Linked DNA regions of Mus musculus: region 2 is linked to region 1. A link is a contact called in public HiChIP or PLAC-seq data. All regions are on one chromosome and are shown on one strand. The core of a region is the stretch at or near the end of the contact, and the rest is flanking DNA. Distances in the headings are between cores, read along the strand shown.

Region 1 (7,554 bases), core at 1,525-4,024:
AGTGCACAGCACTTCAATGAGCCGGCATTTAAGTTTATGGAAGTTACAGTGAGCATGCAGAGCCAGGAGTGTTAAAGCTGTTAACACGAGTGTTACCTTGTAGCTGCTCTTACTTCTCTGCACAGACAAACCCCAGAAACCTAAGCCAGGACAAAGCTGCCAGGAGGAGCTCAGAGGACCCTGGATGACGTCACTGCTCACTGTGACAGAATCACTTCAGTGACTGGTCCCTTTCAAAGCTACCACACTACAAATCAAAAAAACTACAAAATTGTATGATAAGACCAGCCTACCTGACTCTCAACATCATTATTATCAAACTGCGGGATTTCCTTATTTCTTTGCTCTTCCGTAACTACCATTTGGAACAAAGACTACAGTGCCCTTCCAGGGCTGCTCAGAACACCAGAAGTGCCAAGCTTCAAGAAGTCCTCTGACTTCACAAGGGCTGTAAGGAAACTCAGAGTGACCTGGTGAGCCAGTGGCCCCGGCAGTGCACAGGGTCCTCTTCCCCACACGGGGGCTTGCTGGGGAAGGTGGTGTCTTGCTTGCAGTTCCCTACTTTTTTTCACCCTTGCTACAGACAGACCGAGCTAGGAGCCGAAGGGCAGGCCTCTAACACTAGGGCTTGCCCCAGTCTCCCACAAGAGGAAAGCAGCATGCTCTCTGTGCACATGAAAAGAGTTTTCTTCTTACACAATGTCTGTTTGGGAACAGGGACGATGTCACTTAAATCTTTTGCACCCTTTAGCTGCCTTTCTTAAAGGTGGGTGTGAGGGAGTCCACTGGCGTGAGTCACACACCAGCAGAAGGGTCCGGCCTACCATTCCAAGTGGACAGCTTTAAGCCTGTAGCCACCTCTCCTCTGCATGACAGTACCAACTGAGGTGGGGCTTGTCAGCGGTGATGGTGCTAATAAAAAGTAAGTCAGCAGTTAGAAGAAAAAAGCTAAGATACTTTTGCGCTAACCCAAATATACTTTTAATTTCATAACTGTATCTCAAAAACCCTGGGTGGACTGCCCTGCTCTCTGTGACCAGTAGCCAGCTCAAGTTCAGTTAGCTTAACACGACAGTGCTCGGAAGATGTGCTCTAGGTGATCTGGGAGGTGGTTAGACAGGTGAGAGAGGCAGCGTGGAAGGCGCACAGCGTGGAGGCCCAGAGGAAGGCCAGCTCTCTCCAGGCCGGATGTGCACGGCTGCATGTGCCTGCTGCTATGAGAACCCAGGAGCAAAGCTGCTTCATGCAGGACAGAGGGCAGTTAGGAAGGGGCGGGGGCACAAAGCCAAGGGGTGCTGGCCCTCCTCCAGGGCAGACCAGTCAGAGTGTACTTAACCCTTCGGGCGCTTTCGTCCCTGGACCAGGAAAGTGTGGAGGGGAAGGAGGGCAGAGACGAAGAGGAGGTCACAAGTGCACTCCTCCCAATCTGGAAGTGGAGAGAGAAACACGCTTGGGAAAACATAAAACAAACACGTCCCCACCTCCCACTGCACAGCTCACACATGTCCCTCAGCTCGGTGACAGCTGTGGCAATGATCCCTAATTAGGCAAGTGGCCTGCTGGAAACCACTCTGCACTGAAGAGGCCACTTGTGCTTAAGGAAGAGATCCTACCGCCATCGTAGCTACACTTGGCACTCACTGTTAGCACCTACAGTGCTGCTTGCTCTCGGTTGGGAGGGACAAAACCACACAGCGCTATGGACGACTCTGAACAGGTGTGCACATCACCCTGGTCCTCAGGTCAGACTGGGCGGTACAGCCACAGCCTCACACCCACTCCCTCTAGGATCAAGTGCACTGTGTAAGCTACCAAGGTGAGGTTGCCTAAGTTTTGTTCTCAGCTCTATGAAAACGAGGCTCCTTTCACTGAGAACATCAGTCAGGTCAGTGACCGGTCTTCAAGCATTAAACCCACATAAAGAGAAGCTGAGACAATGGATTCCTGGATACATACGGTACTGCAGTCTTACACTGCTAAAGTCTCCAAATGTATTAGATCTTATCATCTGCTTCACATTACCCTAAGAAGCTTATTGAAGAACTCTATGTACTTTGAAGAAATAATTTTGACATTCCAAAGGATGAATACCACACTCTGAAGGAAGAACTACGTAAGGCAGTTTATGCCTGGAGCACTCTGTGGAAACCGGTATCTTTACAATAGATCAGTCCAAATGACAGACTAGTTTAATGTTTGAAAACTTGGCTTCCCAACACGTGCACCACTGTGGTCGGCGAGAGCCTACCACAGAGCAGACACTGTGGGCAGATGGACATTTTCAATTATTTACATATTTCCTTCTTTTTCCTTTTTTTGGAGATAAGATCTTATGTGGTCCAGGCAATCCTCCTGCTTCAGCTTCCTGAGTGTGCTGGTATAATGGCTGCTTACACTGCATCTTTATGAAATGTCCAAGTCATGCTACTAGCCTAGGTGAGGTCAGTAACCAGGCTGCCGAAGCCCAGACTCTCTCAACTCTATGTATCCAGTCACAGGGGAGTTCCAGCTCATAAGGAGGGCATGCCTCTGCCTACTCTGTTGTTTTTAAAAGATCATTTTACGTATGAGTGTTCTGCCTGCTTGTCTGTGTGCCGTGTGCATGCAGAGCCCTGGGAGGCCAGAGGAAATGTCAAATCCCCTAAAGCAAGAGTTAAGCTGGTTGGGAGTGGGCTATGTGCCGCCTGGGTGGCCTCTGTGACAGCAGCCAGTGTGGTTACCACTGGGCCATGTCTCCAGCCCCAGCCTCCGCCTATGATGAAGACAGACACTTCTGCCAGTGACCTTTACAACTGGCTTCTGTTTGTAGAGCTCAGGAAGGAAGCTCTACACAACACATGCCAACAGAGGCTGCCTGGGAATGACATCATAGAAACAGAGGAACTGAAGGGGAGGGGCTGAGCGAGAGCCAGAACGCCCAACTTTAGCCAAGCCCCTTCAGTCCTCAAGCCCGGCTTGACCAGGAGGGAACACACAGTCAGACTGCACAGCAGAAATGGGACACACAGCAGTGCTACTCACATGCGTGGGGAAGGGTTGAAGTCTCGTCCGGCTCTCCTCAGGGTGGCTGGCTTCTCCCATTGGGAGGTATGGCTTCTGGCCTGATCCAGTCTCGTACATGGACATGGGTCTACTGCCCCGGGCAGATGGCCGTCGCTTTAGGGACGAGTGGCTTGCAGTGTCCTTGTGGTCAGAGCCAGTCTGCACCTGACAGGCACTGGCTGTGGCCTGTCTCCTGAGGCTTGAGTTCTCACTCTGGAGAGTTTGAAGCTGAAAGAAACATTTGGCAGTGGGTCTGTGTTTTTGCACACCAGGCAGACAAAGCAAAGTCAAGTACACCAACGTAACACGACCTTGTGAGGACATAAAGCTAGCGGGGCTGCAAGGCGAAGCCATGACAACTCCTCCTCCTTCCGGAATAACCTACAGGCTCATGAGAAATTCAAGTCTACCCGCCTAGAGAGTTGTCATGGTGGGGCCAGAAAACATGTGCAGACCAGCAGTACTCTGGGTCATTCTAAAGCTGTCTCGAGGAAGAGATTCAGAACATTGACTCTGACTCTTCACACGGCCCTGAGCCATCTGCAAATGGGGAAGTGACAGGAGATGCCATGGAAGCAGCCCAAAGTGCAAAGCAAGAAAAGGTGAGGTCAGCCCAGGGGAAATTCCAGCACCCATTGCTTTCCAAAACGCCAACAAGAAAAATTAGGATAAAAATGTCTTTATTATGTAGCATTTTTGATATTCTAAACAATTCAAGCACATCTTTAAAAAAAATATAAGGGACCAAACCATGGTAAGTTTGCTAATTTAACGTATCACAAGAAACCGGCAACCTCTTGAACTAGGTTAGTGTCCTCACGAGAAGGGCACTCCCGAGGTCCACTGGCTTCCCTTGGTGATCAGTGTTTTGCTGCAGGGCTGTGACCTGACCTCGCTCTCCTTTGACCCATGCAGTTAGTGATGCTGGCCTTGAGTGGGCTGGGCTACCTGGTGCCAGCTCACTTTGGTTAGACACTGACACACAGAGACCCTGAGTATTCTTTGCAATTTTCACACGTGAGCTGCTTCATGAGATCAGAGATCAGCAAGGAATTATGAGGCTGGCATCTTAAATACAAGTGACCGTGTCTGTGCTGCCTCAGCCCCGCATTTGTGTAGCATAAGCTGGGGATGGTATGAGTCCAACTGCCTTCTCTGAGAGAACGTACACTTTGACCATGCTGTCATCCAGTGCCAAGGTTTAAGTCCGTAAGCAACCATGTCTGCACCAGGGGGTCCTCACTGTCCAATAGCAAGGTCATGCAGTATTGGGAGTTAACTTTCAAGTTTTATTTAGAAAGCACCAATCTGTGGGAAATACATCACTAGTGGCTGACCCTCTTCATTAATTTGCATCGTTTCCAAACAAATGTTAAATGTGAAAGATCAGATATAAATCACACTACTTTGCCAACTCTATTACAAACTTTAAAATAAAAACAGTACACCCTTGCTTTGTGAACAAGCCCCATGCTCTATCTGTAGTGCCTACCTCTACACAAGCATGGCTTCCCCGCCTATATATGTAACCTCCTTTGCAAAGAGGGAGAGCCTCTAGAAATTCTTGCATTCCAGGACAGACAAGTGTGTGGGCTGTCGGGATATGAATGGAAACTGGGTGGGGTCCAGAGAGAGGGAATAATACAAGAAACTATATCCCTAGATGCAGGGCTCATATGTCTGCCTGAGCTAAAAGCTCTCTGTGCTATTCTGAGCAGGCTGTGAAAGTATAAACGCCCTGAACACTGATGCTACCTCTGAAACACCCAGTCTGGACTCTGGCCAGCTGCCTTCTGAGATGAGCACAGACCCTGGTTTCAGTCGCCTCAGCCTCTCCCCTACACACGGAATTTAACCCAGGGCCTCAAGCACAGAGGCACATGGTCTACCAGAGCCTCCCCCTGGTACATCATGCCCAGGAGCTGAGACAGAGTCCAAGTTACTCAGGCGGGCCTTGAACTAGTTCTTAGCCCAAGAAGGAACTTGTGATTCTTGTATCTCAGCCTCCAAAGTAGCTGGGATTACAGGGCTGTGTCCAAATTCATTACTCTGCATTTATAAAAATGTCCTAAGACAGATTTTAATAATGTTTATAAGATCCAGGCTGGGGCTGGTGAGATGGCTCAGTGGGTAAGAGCACCCGGCTGCTCTTCCAAAGGTCCCGAGTTCAAATCCCAGCAACCACATGGTGGCTCACAACCATCCGTAATGAGATCTGCCTCCCTCTTCTGGAGTGTCTGAAGACAGACAGCTACAGTGTACTTACATATAACCAATAAATAAATCTTTAAAAAAAAAAAAAAAAAAAAAAAAGATCCAGGCTGTACTCTGGAAAAAGTATGGCAGGAAATAAAAAGTTACAGATAATTCACTAGTTTAAAAATCACAGGCATCTGTATGATAATAATGGACAATGGCTCTGCTCGTCAACACTTGGCTTGTCTGAGTGTATGTGCATGTGTGTCAGGGTGAGTGCACACCACGGTACACATGTGGAGGTCAGGGAGTCTAGGGACTTGAACTCAGGCCATCAGGCTGGGTACTCGTCTCTTACCCACTAAGTCTCTCCCCAATTCTTGCTCTAGAGAAACTCTAGACACTTGCTTTCAAGAGATTCGAGCTGTCTCTAGCAATTACAATAAAAATGAAGTCTGACTGTGTCTGCATGTGCCTGGTGTCTGCGTGTGGTGTCAGAGGACAACTCTGAGGCTTCTTCTCCGGCTTTCTGTGGGCTCTGGGACTTGAACTCAAGCTGTCAGCTTCTGCAGCTGTCAAGTTCCTTTACCTGCTGAGCCATCTCTTCAGCCAACACTGAGTTTTCTTTATTAATCTTAAGCATACACGTGCATACACACATGTGATGGGAGGCTCGAGTGGAGCACTGGTATCTCCCACAATCACTCTCCCTGTGAGCCTGAGCACACAGGTTAGCTGGTCTGGCTGGAAGCTTGCTCTGGGGACTCCCTGTCACTGCTCTTGCTGCACGGCACTGTAGGTGGACCACTGTGCCCAACTGGTCTTTCACATGGGCTCTGGGGGTCTGGACTTCAGTCCTCTTCTTGTCTTTCAATGTTTGACCTGGGCCATCTCCCCAGCACATGTAACCTTTATGAACACTAAAGGAGAACTATGGGTAAAAAGGTGAAGCCCCGCAGACCAACAATCAAAGGCAAGTTTCAGAAAAACAAATCACCCAAGAAGCTGGTAAGATGGTGACTGCATTAACTACCACATCTGTGTGACCCTGCTCAGAAAAGGCCGAGGAGATGTCAGGCCTCTGCTGCGGCAGAGGCCTCTCAGGCTCTTGGTCGCAGCTGTGCACTAGCCTAGAAGGGGCTGCAAGGCAGGTCGGGGCGCTAGGCCACGAGAGCTCAGTCTCTCAGCCTCTGCACTACAGCACAAGAGCCACTGACTGACTGCAGAGCTCTCACAACCTTGCTCCCTAGCCCGTGGGAGTGCTCCCTAGCCAGTGGGAGTGCTCCCTAGCCAGTGGGAGTGCTCCCTAGCCAGTGGGAGAGCCCTTTGGCTTTCCTTGAGAAGATGTACCTTGTGACCAGGCCTTACAATACTCTGAGTCTGAGATCGCGTTCCTCAACAATAGTATAAACCCCAAAGCCAGCCTATTTTTTTCTGCGTGGGGTGCATAGCGAGCTTTTTCTCACGACAGTCAGCGATGCTTACGGTGCCCAGAGTCTAGGGCACAGCTGGCTTTCCCATCTGTCGCTCTCCATCATCATCCCAAGCACTGCCTTCCCCACTGACCTCTCCTACAGGCAGTTCCCAGTCCCTGAAGCAGGGGTTCTCAACCTTCCTGACGCTGTGTCCCCTTAACACAGTTCCTCATGCTGTGCTGACCCCTAACCATAAAATTATTTCGTTACTACTTCCTATCTGTAATTCTGCATTTTCCAATGGACTTAGGCGACCCCTGTGAAAGGATTGCTTGACGTCCCCTAAAGGTTGAGAACGGCTGCCCTGGGGGAATGACTAGGATAGTGCAGCGTACACGGGTTGCCTCTCCTTGTTAGTACAGGCAGACATGTGGCAGTCTTCTGTGTGTCAAGCCCTGCTCGAGGTGGTGACAGCAGGCTGAGATGCTGGCGAGGGTTGCCAGGGTAGCAGTCAGAGCCAGTGCCAGCAGAGAAAGCACGGCACATGGTACGTGCCAGGGCTTACGCTGAGAAGCACGTGCTTCTGCCTGCTCTGTCTGCATGGTGAGATTAATTTTAAGAATCAGCAATAGGTGTGGAAAATCACACCCAAGCAGTAGCTTCCAGATTCCCAGAAAGCCCAGGACAGGGCAAAGTTATGCTATCTCACACCAATAGTGGGCTGCTAGGTCTCTCCTAGGGGAGTTTACTCTGAATGCATTTTTAGGTGCAAACCCAAGGCTTTGTGTCCATACATACACTGAATTAGAATCCCAGCCAAGCACAGGCCCTGGCCCAGGCCTTGCTCATGCTAGGCAGATGCACCACCCACCACTGGGCTATAGTCTCTGTGCTACACTGA
Region 2 (7,554 bases), core at 2,401-4,900, 75 kb after region 1:
TCCCAGCAACTACATGGTGGCTCACAACCATCTGTAATGGGATCTGATGCCCTCTTCTGGTGTGTCTGAGGACAGTGACTGTGTACTCGCATTCAATCAATCAATCAATCAATCAAATAAATAAATCTTAAAAAAAAAAAGTCTTTTAAGAACTTATTTTTGTGTATGTCTGTGCATGCACAGGGGTCAAACTGATTAACTCAGGTCACTGGTGTGTGTGTGTGTGTTAAAACATTTAGGTGTCCTGTAAGTGTGTGTAAATGCCATGTTTATAAATGTAAGTGTGTGTATATGCCATGCATGTACAGGTACTTCCTGCAGAGACCAGAAGAAGACACTGGGCCCCTGGAACTAGAATTACAGGAGGCTGTGAGCCACCAGAGTAGGTGCTGGGAACCAAACTCTAATCCTCTGGAAGAGTAGGAAATGCTTATAACTGTGGAGCCGTCTCTCCAGCCCCTAATGTCTTTCTGTGGGTGGGTTCCCATCTAAAATATTCAAGGTATTAACAGGAGGAGTGGGGCCTACAGGTGACTACTGAGCCTGGTGTGCCAGGCCTTGAGGACCTGATGACATAAATAACCAGCCACCCACCTTACTCAGCAATAGCTGTCTTCCTCCGGGACACTCAAAACACTATGACCAAATTTACAAACCCTTAGTTCCAACTACGTGGCCCCATGTCAAGTTCCAACTGGGTCTGACCATGATTGTTGTGACCGAGTTCCTGTTCCTCTGAAAAGCCAAGACCCAACCACTTTCCAGGCAATAATTTCAGAGCCTCTGTGCCCACCCCACCTCCTACACCATCACATCCTCTTAGCCTGGTCATTCAACACAAAGGTTCGTCTTTTCTTGGTGAGGAAGGACAGAAAAACATGACAGAGCATGCCACAACTCCAAAAGGCCAGATGTCACTTTAAGACCTTTATGGATGCTAGGAACCAGGCTCTCTTAGAGTGCAGCCTGCTTCCGGGTTTGTTTGTTTTCCAAGACAGGGGTTTCTCTGTGCAGCCCTGGCTGTCCTGGACCGGGCTGGCCTCAAACTCAAAGAGGTCTACCTGCCTCTGCCTCCTGAATGCTGGGATTGAAGGTGTGCACCACTACGCCCCCCCCCCCATCCCCCACTCCTGCTTCTGCTTGTTTTAGAAAGCAGAGTTCCCTTCCAGTCTCAGAATCTGTCTTGAAAGTTTTGACTCTTTAAAGCCTCTTCCTAAACATAAGGAAATGGTTTAAATGGAGCAAGAGGATTTAAGTCCAGCTGTAGTCATAACTTTAGGAAACTGGGAATTCGAGGCTTTTGTCAACTTGACCAGGCACTTAGTAGTTGGCCTGGGCTATTTGGCGCAGGTAAGACCAAGAAGACCAGGATCCATACTGGAGTTAACACAAGCTCCAGGAAACCTGATACCCATTACCAGCCTCTCTGGACAAACACACACAAGGACGCACATCCTAAAAATCTAAAAAATAAAGGAAGAGAAAAGCTTAAGACCAAGTGTTAGGTCCATAATATCATTTGGATTAATATCTGCCCGGAGCCCAATAAGTCCCTCTATTCTTCATCCTTATATCACCCTCTCCTGCATGGCATATCCAGTAACTGACTGGACTGGTGGTTCCAAAGAGAAACTTAAAAGACAATTTTAGCCCACCCTATGGTCACTGAGCCCCATTCTGCACCGATAAGCTGGGGCAAGCAGAAACCCCCTTAAAAGGATTCCTTTAAGCTTAACTATAGATTACCTTCAAAACTTCACTTCTGATCAAAAGAGGCAGCACTCAGGGTGGCAGGCAAGTCTGCATCTAGAGGGTAAAAGAGACTGTGGCCCCTGCCTTCCCTCCCAAGAAAGAATCACTTGATCAAAGATGTGGGGAGTGTCAAGGGTGATAAGCCCAGCTCCAAAGGGAAATCCGTGAGAACCACCGCCCTGCACTCGCTTGTGTGTGTGTGCGTGTGTGTAATAGACACCGCCCTGAAGTTCCTTCAAGCCCCCACAAACCCCGGATTCAAGTACTGACATCCACCACTTCCTACCGGAGTACCCCTGAGTAACACAACTCTACCTCTGGGCTTCATTTTCCTTTTCTCCAGAACAGGGTTGAAAGGCCTACTTTTCTCATTAGCCCTCTGCGAGGCCCAAAAGAATTCCCATAAACAGCGATGCTATCTAGGAACCCTTGCTGTGTAAGAAATGCTAAAACTTGTCAATTATGAATGGCCATCGCTGAGAACGGATGAGGGATGCAGGATGAGCCCGGTTGCCTAGGCTGAAGCCACAGAGCGAGCAACAGAGGAGCTCACACACCCCCAGGACTCCAGGTTCTCGCTTCAGCAGGTGCGCCAGACAGCACACAGGGGTGCAAGCGCTGGCTCCCAAGCCTAGAACTGACCCCAGGAAAAGCAGCTTCCTGAGGACCAGATGTAGACACTCGACTCGCCAGCAAGAAGGACGCCAAAACAGGATTCTTCTGCATACATTTATTGGGAGAGCTTGATAGTGAAAGCGAAAGACCCCGAGGCCAAAAACCAGTGCTGCTTATATAGGCCTAGGATAGGCATGTCTACACCAGATTGGTTATGCTTTCAGTACCTCATTTACATGCTTCGGGTCAGGCAGTGACTAGGCTAAAAGAAAACTCTACTGCACATGGGCACATTGGTTGTTTACCCATATTCATGGGTAAACATATTCATAAACAAAATCACTCCCACCCATTCCTTAAAGTGAGAAAATGCAGAGGTAAGCCAAGAGGTAAAGCCTCCAAGGGTCACTAGTTCCACTCTGGTTCAATTAAGGTTCAGGATCTGTATCTGCAGCTCCGTGTGCAACCTGTCCAGCTCCTGCGACCAGTTCCCCTTCAGATAATTCGATAAATCTGTACGTTTAATAAAAGAATATTAACATACCTAATGGGAGTAATGCACATATGCAGGGTTGATGCCACACAACTCATTTGTAGGACATCCATCATCTGTTCCATGTTATGTTGTAAAACATCCACTCTTTGATTCACTAACAATAACCCTGAGGCGATATGAGAATCACCACTTGTAGAGGCCCAACTCGCCAGCAAGAAGAACAACACAACAGGATTCTTCTGCACACATTTATTGGGAGAGCTTGATAGTAAAAGCGAAAGACCCCAGGCCAAAAACCAGTGCTGCTTATATAGGCCTAGGATAGGCGTGTCTACACCAGATTGGTTATGCTTTCAGTACCTCATTTACATGCCTCAGGCCAGGCAGTGACTTGGCTGAAAGAAAACTCTACTGCACATGGGCACATTGTTTACCCATATTCATAGGTGTCGGCTTATTGAAATCAGCGCCATCTTGTAATGGCGTTTATTGGCTTCCCACAACCAGAGGCTAGGCCGGCCTGCGCCCCGCACAAGCTCCCCACGCCCGGATCCGGCTGCAAACGCGCACCCTCCCCACCGCACCGCTTACCCAGGCTCTGCCTCCGCAACACCGCGTAGGGCTGGCTTTGCTCCGGCGGCACCCCCGGGCTCGGGGCCTCGGCTCGCCCTAGCAGGAGGCTGCAGAGCATGGGCAACAGCCGCATCCATCCTGAGCGCAGCATCACTGAAACCCGCACTGCACGGAGCGCGGGGACGCCGCTTCCGCCTTAAGCCCCGCCCCTAGACGTTGCCGTTTTTCCGAGGTCCGCCCACTCCGCTCGCGCAGTTGCCACGGAAACAGGGCGGGTGGGGGGGCGAGGGGAGGAGCCATCCCGACCAACTTCGGGGGTGGGGTGGTGAATTATGGTTCTGCGCAGAGGGTTCCAAAGCTGTGGCAAGCGCTCGCGTCGGGCTTCCCCGTGGAAGGCTTTGCTTTACACATTCATACATTCATACATTTTCGTATTAGTCAATGCAGTCCGAAGAAAGAGACACCGTAATCTCATTTTTGAAAACTGTAAGTTATTTTAAACAATATTTTCTTAAATGCTTTATTTATTATTATATATAAGCACACTGTAGCCATCTTCAGACACACCAGAAGACGGCGTCAGAAATCACTACAGATGGTTGTGAGCCACCATGTGGTTGCTGGGATTTGAACTCAGGTCCTACAGAAGAGCAGTCAGTGCTCTTACCTGCTGAGCCATCTCTCCAGCCTGAAAAGTGTAAGTTTTATGTATGTATTTTGCTTCCTTTTGAGAAAGGGTTTCTCTGTGTAGCCCTGCCTGTTGGAACTCACTCTGTAGACCGGGCTGACCCAGAACTCAGAAATCCTGCCTGCCTCTGCCTCTCAAGTGCCCCAAATTCATACAGATCTGCCTGCCTCTGCCTCCCGAGTGCTGGGATTAAAGGCATGCACTAACATGCCTAGCCTATACAATCATTTTTAAGGTTTAGTTTATGTACATGAGTGCTTTGCTTGCATGTGTGTGTGCACTGCATGGGTGCCTGGAGCTGGTGAAGGCTAGAAGTAGTGTGTGTTCCTCTGGAACGGGAGTTACAGATAATTGTGAACCTCCGTGTAAGTGCTGGGAACTGAACCCAGGTCCTCTGGAAGAGCAGTAAATGCTCTTAACCGCTGACCATCTCGTAGCCCCTTTTATACAATCTTAAAATCATACTGGCTGATCTCACTCTTGCTATGATGGTGACATAACGTAAAATTAATCATTTTAGCTACTTTTTTTTTTTTTTAGTTTTATAGCAAGACAGGGTTTCTCTATATGGCTCTGGCTGTCCTGGAACTCACTTTGTAGACCAGGCTGGCCTTGAACTCAGAAATCCTTAGCTACTTTTTAATACAATTCAGCTGTATTAGGCTAAATATAAACCAACACATATAGACCATTTCCAGAACCTTCTCATCATCTCAAACAGAAACTCCAAGCCCATTAGACCATAACACAACTATCTCCCCTGTCCCCATCACCTAGTGACCCATTTTATTTCTGGCCCCTGCATACTTATCTATTCCATATCAATAGGTCATTATCATATAAGTGGGATGTACATTTGCCTATTTGGGTTTTTTTGGTTTGGTTTGGTTTGGTTTTGGTTTTTCAAGACAAGGTTTCTCTGTGTAGCCCTTGGTTGTCCTGGAACTCACTCTGTAGACCAGACTGGCCTCGAACTCAGAAATCCACCTGCCTCTGCCTCCCGAATGCTGGGATTAAAGGCGTGTGCCACCACGCCCGGCTCTGCCTATTTGTTGAATAACTATTTTCGTGTTTTCTAAGCTAAACGGCATTGAAGATTGAGTAGACACAGAAGCAGATGAGACTATAATGTCACCAAAATCTTGGCATCCGGATTGGCCTCTTCAGGAGCTACATATTCACCTTCCGGAGGTTGGAACTTTATCTCAGATGAAGAGGTGCAAGATGGGTCGAGTGTGTAGGACCAGAAGGCAAATAGGAGAATTAAAGCCATCTGTGGCTAACGTAGCCATGAAATTATGGCGAGTGATTTGTTGCAGCAATGGAAAATACAGATTAACATTCCTTTCATCTCAGAAACAATCCAGAAAATAAACACTTCTGAGAATAATACTAGAAGGTATTTTCAAGTACAGCCATAATGTCATATATAAGCAGGACACAACAGCTGTTGGACTTTCAAAGACACCAACTGCCTTAACTTTAAAATGGTTACATGACAAACGTGCATGGGTGGAACATTGGCCTTTGATATCAGAACACTTAGAGGCACTAGGACAGCTGCTGCAGAAGCAGCAAAACGTTCAACACAGGGGACAACCAATCAGTCTTTGGCGTTCTCCTATATTTGTCACTAAGAAGAAACCTGGAAAATGGGGACTATTAACAGATTTGAGAGCTGTAAATAAGGTGATTGAGCCAATGGGCTCTTTATAGCCTGGAATTCCCTTGCCTTCATCATTACCTAAGGGATGATCTATTATAGTGATTGATTTACAAGACTACTTCTTCACTGCACCTTTACAAAAACAGGATAAGGAAAAACTTGCCTTCCTGGCAATGCTTATAGTAGTGCTCAACCTGTGTCAACCTGTGTCAACGGTGTCACTGGAAAGTTCTTCCAAACAGTCTGGCACTGTGTTAACATTTCCTACAGCTGTTATAAACAGTTTGCTCATTCTAAAATGTATCATTATATGGATGATATCTTACTGGCTAATTCTTAGAAGAAATGTTTGATGAAGCAGAGAGTTTTGCCTTGTTGGGGATTAAAAATTATTCCTCAAAAACAAAAACAAAAACCCCACAAAGAGGAGATTCTATCAATTATCTAGGATATTAAACAGGTTTACAGAAAACTTGACCACACAAAAGTACAAATCAGGAGAGAGCAATTACAGACTCTTGCTCACAGTGAAGCCCTTCATATTTTGTATGAATTATATTTTGGGCTTGTATTTTGCACAGATGAGAAATCCAACCTACACGGGTTTTGAACGCATGTTTCCAGAGTTCTTTCCCACAGTCTTATTGGCCGTGTGCCAACCTGCATCATTTTTTTGAGTTCCCTGACAGCTGCAGGCAAGTGCTGGTGGGGAGAGCAGGGATTGCAAGAAGGCATGTCTTAGGATGATGTGTGCTCCATTAACTCTTCGTGTTCCAGAAGGATGTGAAGTGGAAATTTGAAGCCCACGTCTTTCCCACCAGGGCATCGGCTGAGAGCAGAGAGCAGCATTTACTTATTCCCTGAACTGCCTGAGCACAGTGGCACGCTCAGTGGAGAATGACCCCGTGCAGTGCGCCTGCTCCTCTCTCTAAGAGATAATGGAACTAGAGCATCCTCAGAAAGTTCTGTGAGAGCACAGGGCTTCATTGCTAGACACCTAGGCAGGGAGAGGTGTGCAGACTCACAGGGTTAGTCTTTTCTTCTCAGCCCACCCTAGTCCACAGTTCAGTTGTCTCGGCATCTCTGAGTGGTGTCCTCTGTCTTGGTCTCTGTGCCCAGCCCCCCACCCGTGCAGTGGCTTCTCTGGTTGAGGGCAGGAGGACACCCAGGCACTATTCCCAAAGCTCCTCCAGGAGGCAGGAGCTGCTCAGCCAGCACCTGCCTCTCTGCTGGGCATATTGCTCCTGCCGGGGGGGGGGGGGGGGGGGAGAGGGGGTGCTGGCAGCTCTGGAGCTGGAGCACGGAAGAGGGGGCCAGTACTGCTCTAGCTCAGTGCCCTCAGGGAGATTCCCCCCATCCCACCCCCCACCCCAAGGCCCAGAGGGAAGATCTGCAGCCTTTGAGCACTCCAGTGCCCCCTGGCCTCTCACTCCAGCAACCTGTGTGTGTGTGTGTGTGTGTGTGTGTGTGTGTGTGTGCGCACACGCACTTGTGGTTCCTCGGGCATCTGTTACATGGGCCTGGGCAGCACGTTCTGAGCCCACCTCCAGCTTCTTTACTCACAGGTTCCAAATATTTGTGCCAAACGTGGGCTATGTATGGCCAAGCCCAATGGCACGCAGTTGAAAGAGAAGGTAGATGTTGCTTCTTTACACCAAACTTCCAAACTACCTGCTTGTGTCCTGGGCACCCTTTGTCCTTATGGCATGCCTGGGCTCTAGGGTATAAAAGACCTGTAAAAAGCGCTAGCTGCCCCCAGCATCC

What was found. HiChIP or PLAC-seq counts read pairs in DNA pulled down with a chosen protein or histone mark.
Region 2: a contact with region 1 is called in an H3K27ac HiChIP or PLAC-seq map of microglia, with 6 times the contacts expected there. The contact joins the promoter of 1500011B03Rik here to the enhancer-like site in region 1. A contact is called at or near these places in 4 of 484 Hi-C or Micro-C datasets (the P5424 cell line, bone marrow-derived dendritic cells, bone marrow-derived macrophages and 1 more), 3 of 115 datasets of contacts at active chromatin or transcription factors (embryonic stem cells and microglia) and 3 of 9 other capture datasets (adipose tissue, liver and pancreatic islet).

Annotation. Positions count from the first base shown.
Region 1 is chr5:114,736,012-114,743,565 of GRCm38.p6, forward strand. It overlaps Git2 (GIT ArfGAP 2), which reads right to left. Exons shown (of 20, transcript NM_001347400.1): 15 at 3,022-3,270; 16 at 1,337-1,426. Among named protein-coding and RNA genes, the nearest start is that of Mir7028, 20 kb to the left of the region's middle. Within about 2 kb of position 2,775, at least 63 of the 459 cell types and tissues checked have an H3K27ac peak or open chromatin away from gene starts, as enhancers often do. A contact at or near this core is called in adipose tissue, bone marrow-derived dendritic cells, bone marrow-derived macrophages and 1 more, where this site is marked.
Region 2 is chr5:114,810,326-114,817,879 of GRCm38.p6, forward strand. 1500011B03Rik (RIKEN cDNA 1500011B03 gene) reads right to left here and starts at 3,651. Exons shown (of 2, transcript NR_027817.1): 1 at 3,455-3,651.